Regions from separate parts of the Anser cygnoides genome. Here region 2 is linked to region 1. The links are chromatin contacts, called in public Hi-C maps. All regions are on one chromosome and are shown on one strand. The core of a region is the stretch at or near the end of the contact, and the rest is flanking DNA. Distances in the headings are between cores, read along the strand shown. Region 1 overlaps LOC106047813 (a long non-coding RNA gene). Region 2 overlaps PPP2R5C (protein phosphatase 2 regulatory subunit B'gamma).

Region 1 (5,684 bases), core at 126-2,625:
TTAGTTGTACTTATTTTCCAAATTCTCTGAGAAATTCACCTACAATCCCTAATGAAAAAATGTGCAAAAATGTAAAACAGCAACAACAAACAAGATGTTAATACCCTACAAATACATGCTTACTGGTTGGGGAAAATAAGAATACTCCCTTCTTCCTTTACTCTCCTCTTTAGATCCTTCCTTTCTTCTGCCTCATTTAATACTAAAAGACTCAAGATGAACAAAGCATGAAGTCTGTGACACTCTCAATTGTGTTTCAGGTGCAATACACATTGATTTCCTTCATGCGATCATACCTTCTTCCATTGCACAGTCTGAGAAGCCATCCTGCCTATGACTGCTTTGCCAAAGGAACTTTCTCTTTACTCATCTCCTGGCTTAATAACCGCAGTGTTGCTCAGCATCTGCAATTGCAGTTTGTTGTATGTAACACATCATTTATGTACAGCTCTATAAGGTGGGTAAAGCATACTGCTTCCCACTTATTTTTATAAGCTGAACCTAATTAATGTCATTTGGTATGCCAGGGATAAGAGGACAGCTGGAAACCATCAAGGGAAAATGGGAGCAGTGCATTAGCTGTTTTTTTCAGTCAGCTGTTTTACTGCCCAAGGCGCACACACATGCACACCCTCTGCTTCATCTCTCAGGTCCAGTTCTGCTTTCTGTACTACCACTGCCACTCAGAAGTCAATAGAATTATTCCAGCTTTACAGGGGTATAACAGAGAACAGGCTTGGCCTGTATCCTACTGGCACTTGAAGCATTCCTGTTTTATCAAAATTTGATACTTAAAACATTCTGGGGATATAAATAATCAGGATAAAATAGCAATTAATACAACACACAATTGCCTTAGACTATGCCTAGAAATCTCATCCAGCTCACAAATAAAAGTCCACACAGTCAAGCCACAAGTCTCAGCCTACAGACTCTATCACATATCTTTGTCATATCTCCTGGAGACCAAACATGAGATTTATCCTAACCATAAGGAACAGAAGCAGCAAACTGAGGTTCACTGAAAATGCCATCCTACTGGTCTACTACTCAGCCCTGGGAACAGTTAGCCAGAACACTTCTGCTGACCTCAGCTTCTGGGATAGCTCCTCGCTTAACCCTGAACCTTTCACATACACATGAAGATAAACACCCGAAGTTCTACATACTAAGACTTAGACAAACACATTTTATGCCAAAGGGCATAGGCCAATAACCTGCAAAGATCCACACCCACACAGAATTGCACAATGGACCACACGTATTTTGGAGCATGGCATTTGCCTATCACTAAGAATTATCAAGCACCAGTCATTTCCAGAAACGGTTTGCTGCTCTCAGCGGATCAGTTACACTGCATTTATTTTTGCTCTAAGCAATACCTTCTATGCCAGTCATTCATACCAATTTGAGAGCTCACCCAGATCCTTTCCTCACCCTTTTCCAGGTCCTCAAACTCAAGAACATTTAATTCACCAAGTAGAATTCCTCTGGCTCCTCTGCAATCCTGATTTCAACTTTATCCTGAAGAGCTGCCAGAGGCATAGAGAGCCTACTCCACAGGGATCCCAAATTCCACAGTCTACTGAAGCTAAACACTACATGGCAGCAAATCTTTCAAAAGAAAGAGGCTCCATAAAACACCATCAGAGATCTAACATTTCAAACAAGAATTCATGCATCATTTGTAACCTGTTCAAGCCTGGACACTAAGCTGATGCACAGTTCTCTTCTGATCCTCAAAAGCCAAGCACCAGGTACCTCACTGGTGCCTTGGGTCTAAGCTCTGATCCAATGGATGGCAAGTGGATGGAGCCCAGCAAGACCAGTACTCCTGTCAAGAGTGGCAGAACTTTCCTCCTAGTTCCACCACTTGCAGAGTAAGCAATACACCATTTAATTGGCATCCTAAGTAACTCTTTCAGAACAGATACAAAGAATAGAAGCTGAAGAAGCAGCTCCTGAATTCATCCAAAATGCTAAATTAAAAGATATTTTGTAGATTTTCAACTGCCGTTCAAAAGGCCTAACTAACAATCCGATTAATCTCAAAATAATAAAAGCCCTTAATCTAACATATATCAGCAAATTCCTGTTTCTCTCTTTTCTAACAAAAATAACAACACTTTAGTTGCCAGTGCATTAATAAGATCCTATTTCTGCTCCAGAGACTGAATCAAACCTTTGTTCTTCACAGCAAAGGATTAAGAAGGTTGCTATTTTGGTAATGAGATGTGGTAGAGGTACTTACTTCGTAGCTGAGATCCAGGCTGGATGCCTGAGAAAGGAATAAACTCTGTTACCTCAGATGAACTTTATTCTTATAATTGGTATATCAAACTCTGCTGGTATGATGTGTGTCATTAGCAATAAAAGACAGACTATTCATGAATAATTACAATTTTATAGTGTTTAAGCTCATTCACAAAATGTGCCCTATGTTGTACAGAAAGTCATGGATGTAGATTATAACGTAGCTAAACATACACCCGTAATAAATAAGAAAAAAATTACTTACTTTCTAGGTAAGTTATTGGTCAGCTGCTTCTTTTTTTCCACTTTTTTTTTTTTCTGGATATCTGGATATATGCTTTTAACAGCACATCATGGAGAAAAGCTGTCATAAAGTGGCACAAGAAAAAAGAACTGTCAGGAAAAACAGCACATGGACAGGGACAAATGAGAGAACACTCTGAAAAGAAGATCAAATCATAGGACACAGATCCAAGTGCTGAGGCACCAACTTGGTGCCCAGATGATTGAGAAAACTGTTTGTGAAGCTGGAAAAGGAAGCACTGACCTGTGAAAATGAAAGCAACTTCATGAAAACATTAGTCATGTCACAAATATGTTGTTTATAGTTATCATAACAACATTTTTATTAAACAAACATGTTTAGTATATAAAGTTGTTGCAAGCAAAACATTTCCAAAGGACTAGGGTAGGTAAGACAGTGTGGTTAGAAGCTGGCACCGCTTTATAATTACATAGGCATTAACTTATTGCACTTAGAAATGGAAATGTTTGGGGCTCACATCAGACGAGGTCCAAATTTCTGAATGAAAAGTATTATTGCAACAAAATCTAGGATCATCTTCATATATAGCAAACGGAAACAGAAGTGAAAATAAACAAAGCCTCAATATCTCACTTGCATCCTGCCTGTTGGCTGATGACATGACAAAGGACTTTGAAAAAATGACAAAAATGAAACAATTTACTAACTCTCATTTCTCATCTGACAGGGCAGTTGTATGTCTGCCTATATTTTTTTAAAGACCACCATGATGAAAAGCAATCCCAGAAATGGGCAGAATATCAGAAGGAAATTAGTCCATTGGTAATTGTTGATATCCTCTAGGAATGCTGTTTCACATCAGATGAACCTCTCTTATCTCTCCTTCTCTACTGAACAGTAGGAATAGAACAATAAAAATCCATAGGGGTTCAGATATCTCTGGCAGTACAGGTGCCAGATTTCCTAGGGAAACAACTCATACATAGCCAAGTGTTGCTTACATGACTGATCATACGCATATTACCTCTTAAACAATTTTTGGACACAATCACTAATTCCCACCATATCTGATAAAAGCAGACACCTCAAACGTAATTGCATTCCTACCAAGATGTAGGAAAATAGTTGGATGGGTAAACAGGCTGACCTTAATACTGTTTCTAGTAAATGAAAGGCTTCAGTGTGAACATACCCTGCTAGGCCTTCAGAGGATCCACTAGTAGTGAGCAGTTATGAATTTCCCAGCTACTGGAAAAGCTCCAATTGGAGCTTGTGCCTTGTTAGAAAACCAGACAATCCAAAGCCATAGCAAACAAGACTTCAGTCATTCTGAGCTCAGGGAATCACAGTTTTTCAAAATGAAGACTGGAAAATAAATTGTGCTCACAAGTTTGCATTTGCAGGTAACACTTTAATCAAACATAAAAGGAATTGGGCTCAATGCAAATGTGAAAAAGCAGTATTTTTGGCTGTAATATTCAGGAGGTCAGAATGCACAAATAAACAGTCCTTTCTCTTTGAGTCTACAGAATATGTTGATTCCTTTTTAAATCCTTCAGCAGGTTAACAAAGCCAAATATCTATTTGCAGCATAAAAAGGGATGAAGATCTTCAAAGATTACCATCTGATTATCAGTGCAAAGTTGTGACAGGAGGATCTACACACTGAGCTTTCCATGTTTATTCTCTCCAGAAACACCAGTATAGAAGATAATTGCAGATAATAAACTAACCCTCTTTTTGAATACTTTAAGAATTTGCAGCATGGTTTAATTCTCATATTATAGTAGAAATGCTTTGAACCTCAAATGATAACTTTCCTGCCGAAGTCTTAAAGGCCCTGACCATGCAGTTTGACCCACATTGGTGCAACTCTGACAAACCTCCAAGCCACATAATGTTTACAGAAAAAAGGATCCCACCCATTCAAGACTGGGGACTGAAATTTTATTCCAACATATCAGTATGTACCAGATTTTGTAGATTGTGCATATGAATCCCTGACATTTAGATATTCAGCCACTGAACTGAACTGATCCCTAGGAGGAAAAGGCTTTATGGTTGAACAAGAAATTCTGGATGTGGTAGTTTAATTTTTTTAAAAAAAGAAATCTTTCAAAAGTAAATGATACCATTTTAGTGTTGGGAACTCAAATGGAAAATCGTGTCTTCCATGTTTTAGCTGAGTTCTTTTTGATAGCTGACCAGAGCTGGCACATGCATAATGACCCGTGACCATGGACAATGAATGGACTGAAAGGACAACTGCTGGAGCAGAGAGATGTTGAGCTGGATGAAGGCTATAACATCTGTTTCTAAAATACAGTCTGAGTTCAGACGGATGGATGGATAGATAAAGACATCCACTTTTTTCTCAATTTACAATACACAACTGTTTTACAATCACCTGAAATGCTCTCTCACTGCACATAATATAGCTACAGAATCAGGTATTTCCATGACAATAGTCTTCTATATTTTAAAAAAGCAAAAACATGCACTAAAATGAAACACTTTGGTAAACAGCAGTTCTTTCTACTGCATAGTTAGAAAGATGTCTGAAGTCTCTCTTTCCCCAATATGTAGGATAATGTCCATTATTAAGTCAAGAGTTATAGAATATGCCTGGTGTGACACACTAGGTAATGGAGAAAGGTCCCAGACACCAGCTAGAGGTTATACTACTTTAAGAGCAAGAAAATGCAAGTTAGTCATACAACAACCATGGCTTTCCTCTGTCTTTGTGACCTTTCTGTGAGGCTGCAGAGCAGATGCAGTTGTGTTTATATGGTCACAAAGTTGACAGAGCGAAAGGCCAAGGCACTGGGTGCTCCCCTCCCTGTCCTCCAAGTGCACTTGCAGTAAGTAGGATGGGAGGCTGGCAGGAGGCATCCTAAGTCCTTCTTCCCTTGAACAGTCACAGTGAAAACAGGTGTTGAGAGTGCCCAGACTTGCTGAAAATGAAGCCATGGTTGTCTTGACTTGGGCAACCAGACTTAGAAACAATTTTTGAAAACCAGCGCCTGCAGGGAAACGAAGGTTAGAGTAAAACTGTCTTAGCTCTCAGGCCTCACACAGAGGCAGCTCTCTTGACGGTAGGACTCCTTTTTCCTCTCACTTCCCCTAGCCCTTTGCAGTGAGGTGGGGCAAGAGGGAGGCATTTTCA
Region 2 (5,757 bases), core at 408-2,907, 270 kb after region 1:
TTTGCCCCCAAAATGAATCCTTACAGAACTATGTATTTAAAATAAATAGGAGCTAAAGTGAGCTGATAACTCTGAAGCCTAATGACAAAGGTTTACTGCTTGTTCTAATCCATGCAGCTTTTACAGTTGTCCTTTTACATCATCTGTTGAAGCATGGGTTGAATTTTCTAGTAGAAGTGCTTCTCTTCGTAGCTGCAAATGCTAGAATTTTAACTTAAAAAAAAAAAAAAGGCTGGTAGTATCTTCTCCACTAAAAGGTAAATCTGCTTTAGAACAAATTTCATATGGTGTTTAAAGTAAAAGTTTGAGATTGTGTATCTTGTTTTACCATTATATATTAGAGGGTAAAATACTCTGTTTGGCCTTAATGTTATTTGGGGTGAGTGGGGAAAAAGGAGGGGGTATTTTTGTAGAGCAGACTATCAGGAATTACTTGAAAATAAAAATTGCAATCTTGCTTTTAAAATTAATTCTAATACACTTTCTATACCTGGATCACATGGAATATGTAAAGTTTGCAGAATTAAAAAGAAGTCTGGTCTGGCAAGAGGTGGAAGCTTGCTCTTCTTCTTCCTCCCCCTTCTGAACTGCAGACAGCTTTATTGTCTGGGTTACTTGTAGCTTTGCCAAAGCACCACAGTTGGGAAAATAGATGCAGGTGTTTTTAAAAAGTCATGTTTAGAGCCTTGTGAATAGGAAATAAGGGTGTCAACATCTTATTGTCTACTGTTGCTGTCTCTGGAGGAACAATGGGGATTTGTAGGATAGGAGGTGTCAGGGCCCTGAATACCCCAGCTGGTGCTCAAAATCAGCTCTTGAGTCAGGCTGTCATGGAGAGAGCCGTGAGAAGTCTTGTTGGGGTTCCCCCCCTCACTCAGGAGCTGTTTTCAGGCTCAGGCCCTTGGCTTTGGTCACTGCCTCATCCAGGCTGCAGCCATATCTTGGGTGGTGTGCCTTGCCTTTCGGGGTCCTGATGTGTTGACCACCTGGCTTGACCTGCCTCTTCACTGCGGACATGTTCCACAACCACTGGACTGTTGGCTGGCCCTGATCACTGTCACTAGATCGGCTCTCCTTTTCTGGTTTGAATACAGTGAGACTCTGCCCTTTGTCACAATTATAGACTGGTGGCAGTTGTCCAAGACCAATGTGTAGAAATCGGGTCCGCGGAAGATGACTCTGGACCCATTGCTGGAAAACACCAAGCATCAGAAGAGCCCAGTCCACGGCAAAGGCAAGTGGCATGCAGCCATTACTGTGTGTTATCTGCTTGTGCTGACAGCGCTGGCTCAGGAAGAATGTTTGGCTACTGGGGTAGTGAGCCCTTGGTCATTCCACCCACACCAGGCTTTCCAGGGGGCCCAAGTCATGCTGCTGCATCGATCGTCCTAGAGTACAGAGCACATAATGGTCGGCTCAGCCGCTTGGCTTTAGTGACTGCAGTGAACTGAAAGCTTACCTTGCAAGCTTAAAGAGAATCGGTTTCAATTTGAGCAGCTGTTATGGCTACGAAATAGCTGTTGTGGTTTGTGGTCCTCAGTAGAGGCTTTGTGTGTGTGCAGTTGGCTGTGAAACAAGCGAAGATGGAGAAGGTAAAGCAACTGGTTGTGGGGTATCTGCATGGAGAGTTCCTGTAGGATCCTTGTGTGGAGGTCACTAGCTATGAAGGTGACGTAAGGACAGCAGAGAATTATTAAGTATTGCAAACGTAAGATTTTTACAGCAAAGAGGGAAGCAGAGCAGGATGGTTTTTCAAGATGCTTCTCTCTCCTTATGGAGCCCTTCTGGCAGCGAAACCCCTAGGGTGACTGGAGTGCACTCAGGGCCCTGATCCAAGTAACTGAGATGAGGCCTGGGGGAAGGAATCAGGACCTTCTGATTTCCATCTCAGTGCTTCAAGCAAAGAAAGGCGCTGTAAAAGCAGCATAGATTACAACAAACTGTTAACATTTGTCACTAGGCTTCAGTTACCAGTTTGTGTTTACTGTGGTGAGTTGTCTTGCAGGAAGCTGTAGCTGTAGGACAGAGTGCAGTTAGAAAATGATCTTGATTCTTTGTGTAGGCAGATTATAAATGTCTATTCCTTTGGGGGGGTACGCTTTTCATTAGAAGTGCAGTTGACTGCTGTTAGCCTGAAAAACAGTGTTTTCATGTAGTCAAGACACAGATATTCAGAAATTTGAACAAAATATTGGTAGAACTCTGCTCTGGTCTGCATTGCCAGAATTAACAGAGTATAGAAGTTAGTTTAGCGGCCTAGTTGCTTAGTGGAATTGGTAATATTGTCTGTTCACGCTTTTCCAAAACGATTTTCAAGATACTTTGCAAGACGTGGTGAAAGTTGTGTGGGAGGGAGGATGAGAACGCCCTGATCCTGTGTCAGCTCCCACCAGTGCTTCCTGTAGGCTGTGACCTGTTTCAAATACCTCATTGTCTGTTGTCCTCTGCCTTCCAGAGCAGTAAAATTTTTTGATACTCAACTTTGTAATTATTTAACTTAATTTGGATTTTGTGAAAGTTTGTGGGGTTGGTTGTTTGAAGATGTAGGTAATGTTAACTCTGCCTGTTCTTTTCATGTGCTCCCTGTAATCCTGAGCAAGGGACCATGGAAGGTAGTTCATATTCCATCTCCACATAGTGCTCTTCTACAGGGTATGACTAAAAATGGCAGCGGTAACATTCTTGTGATGTATTTATCTGAGGATATGGATAGAAATTTACATTCTTAGAAAAGCTTGGTAAAAGCTGATGGTTCTGTTGGGTTGGGTACCAACACAGCATCAAGCACCTCGTGATGCTGGTTTCTCTGAGCTTGGGCCGCCTTAGATAACCTTTCAGCTCCAGATCAAATCATCATAAACTAATGCCAGGTTCTTAAAGAAACCAAGTGCTCTCCAGCTATTGTAAGCTGCATTTCCACTTTGTATTTTCATAGTTGATTATGAAAGGTCAAGTCCCTTTGACAATGAGTAAACAGAGGGAGCAGCTTTTAAGTGAGCTACATGATGCATTTAAACCTGAAGTACGTGATTTTCCTTAAAGGAGAAAAGTTCACTCAGTGCTTTCATTTTATAAAGAACCCAAAGAACCCAGCATGTTTCTTTTTCTTGAAAAATAATTGACTTGTAGATATTTCTGTTTAATAGTACTTGCTGAAAATCACAAAGGCTTTTACTTCACAGGATTTTTTTCTGAGCTAAAAAAAATCAATTTTGTAATTAATTAAATGGAAGTGAAGGCCAAAGCTCACGCTTCAGCAGTAATGCAGACCAAATTCAGCATGCAGAGCAGCAGCCATTAATCTGACGATGCACAAAAGGAGGCTGAGAACTGGGTTTGCTGGCCCAAGGAAGGAAAGGCTGAGAAGAGATGTTTTCTTCGGCTGACGGGAGGGTATGGAGAACAGAGCCAGACGCTTCTCAGAGATGCACGGTGCCTGAAGAGAGATGACTGATACAAGCTGCAATGCAAGAAATTGCAACTGAATGCAAGGAGAAAAAAAAAATTCACTGTGAAAGTGTTTAAACATGGGAACAAGATTCCAAAAGGGGCTGTGAAATCTCTGCTTGGAGACGCTGAAAACTTGAGTGGGCAACATGAGCAGCTCTGCTTACGTAGTTCACCTTGCTTTGAGCGGGGGTTAGACCAGCAGAAGTGAGACAGTCACTTCTGATAAATTATGCTATGATCCTGCAGTTCTTTATTGCATATGGGGCAAAAAAGACTGCCCTTTCTGTCACTTAAAAAAATAATAATTTTAATGTACTTCTTAAAATTTGAAGAGCAATATTCTGTATTTTTGGTTGCTGTTTTTTCCCCTTTGGTTACTGAAGTAGACTTCTTAATGCGTTTAGTGCCAAAATGCCTATTAGTACTTTTACGTCTGTGGTAACTCTGAAGTTTGTGTACTACTTTCATGAAAACTGTTACGGTGTTTTTAAATGATTCTCACTGGTTTTGTGAACTGTTAAAGATAGGGTAAGTGGAGCTGTATGCAGTATTAAAAATATTGGCACACAAAAACAATGTTTTGTTACTTTCTTAATGCTCTTTTAGCAGCTCAGCAGTAGTCAAAAATTGTTTGGCAGGTATGTGTTTTTAGGGAGCATCCATAACTAAAATATCTTTTGAGTAAGCTAGAACTCGTAAATATATGCAGTCAGCTGGTTCACCCACATTTCTTCACATTTATCCGCATTTGAAAATATGTAATAAATGGAATTCATTTGCTCAGTACTGTGAAATCTTTCTGTAGCTCTTTTTAACAGGCTTTAAAGTGACAATGAATATTCCATTAACAAACTGTGTGACCTCACTATTAATCTTCTGTATTGTTTATGAAAATGTTGAACAGGGTAACTTCTACCACAGATCCTCACAACATGTTTTTGGTAATCTTCCTGCATTATAAAAACACTGTTAAAAGTTTGTGTTTTTTTTTTAATTCCTGAGATAACTGTCACCTGTCATTACTTTATAATCCTTTCCAAGAACTTGGTAAATTTCAAGCGTAATTTCCTTTACATGTGATCACTTTTTTTATTAATGCTTTATTAGTCTGAAACTGAGCTGTATTGATTTTGAAAGCATACGTAGAAATCTCAATGTCACCTTTCATGCTATTTTTTCTGGTGTTAGTGTATCCTGCTGTGGGAAATGAAAGTGTTTTATTCCCACTGTACTTCCTGCGCAATGGTAATTTTTACCTCCATACAAGTAGGTATTTTTAAGGATGATAAATGAATTTAACCGGTTTGAGCATGCATGTTTGCTTGACCATTAATTTTCTTTAATCTTTCGACACATTTAAATGTAGTAAACATTTAAGGTACAGTGAGTCTTTGTCAGTGGTGAGTAGGATCTTCCTGAGAAGGAAGTTGTAGAGAGTAAACCCCATAATCGCTTTCTTCAGAGATGTTTCCATCACATTAATGAGCCATGCTAATTCATTTTCAGTTTATTTAAAATATAAATTGACAGCTTCTTCTGAAATTGCAGGCATGCTTTTAGTTCGTGGAAATATTCCTGTGCCTTCAAAACTTCCTTCCCCACTTTTAATCCAGTTAATGGGACTTCCCATGATCAGCACGCATTTTCTGTTCTGTTTGTGGGTTGCAGTTCTTGGTTTTGCATGGATGAATCTTAGCTGGGGTTTAAAGGAGATGAAAAATGCTTGTTCTTCCCCATCAGAGCAAATTGAAATTTGATAATCTGGAGGTGGGAGCACTGGCTGCTTGTTCGAAGGTTTTTACCTGTGCCTTCTTACTGAGCCACCCAGACTCTGTTGATGTTCAGCCTGACTCCTCTTGCCAAAATTGCTGAAACTTTCCTGTATCCTCGTAGCAAATACTTGGCCAGTGCTGCTCTATAGCCTTGCTTAACCACTTGTACATGGAATTGTTAGCTTTGAAACCCTCTACTGTTCTTCCTGAAACTGGTGCTTTGAAAGGGAGAAACAAGACCATCTTCCCCAGGAACAAGCAGCACTTCTGTTCTTAACGAACCCAGGTCTCATATCTGTAGGATTGTGAGATGTGTATGTAAGAATGTCATCAATTAGTATTAGATAATTATCTAAACTATCACAGCACTGTTATTTCATACAAATGACTGTTGCAGTATTATTGCCTCTTGTGATGGTTTTGCTGGATTTTTAGAAGGACATCTAGATGTAGCCATAGTACGTAGCCAGACACAGACTGATGTTTGTGGGTTTTTTCTTTAAACTGGTGTTTCCTGAAGCAACTCATGGGGAAC

Evidence for each region. Hi-C and Micro-C count contacts between places; a contact is called where the count stands out from the background.
Region 2: a Hi-C map of liver shows a contact between it and region 1, with 5 times the contacts expected there. The contact joins two enhancer-like sites. A contact is called at or near these places in 2 of 7 Hi-C or Micro-C datasets (both in liver).

What each region holds. Positions count from the first base shown.
Region 1 is chr5:54,943,381-54,949,064 of Taihu_goose_T2T_genome, forward strand. LOC106047813 (a long non-coding RNA gene) reads right to left here. Exons shown (of 17, transcript XR_010832008.1): 5 at 2,519-2,617. Among named protein-coding and RNA genes, the nearest start is that of DIO3, 170 kb to the right of the region's middle. Within about 2 kb of position 1,376, at least 2 of the 3 cell types and tissues checked have open chromatin away from gene starts, as enhancers often do. A contact at or near this core is called in liver, where this site is marked.
Region 2 is chr5:55,210,379-55,216,135 of Taihu_goose_T2T_genome, forward strand. The region is part of intron 3 of PPP2R5C (protein phosphatase 2 regulatory subunit B'gamma); the gene reads left to right. Among named protein-coding and RNA genes, the nearest start is that of PPP2R5C, 35 kb to the left of the region's middle. Within about 2 kb of position 1,658, at least 2 of the 3 cell types and tissues checked have open chromatin away from gene starts, as enhancers often do. A contact at or near this core is called in liver, where this site is marked.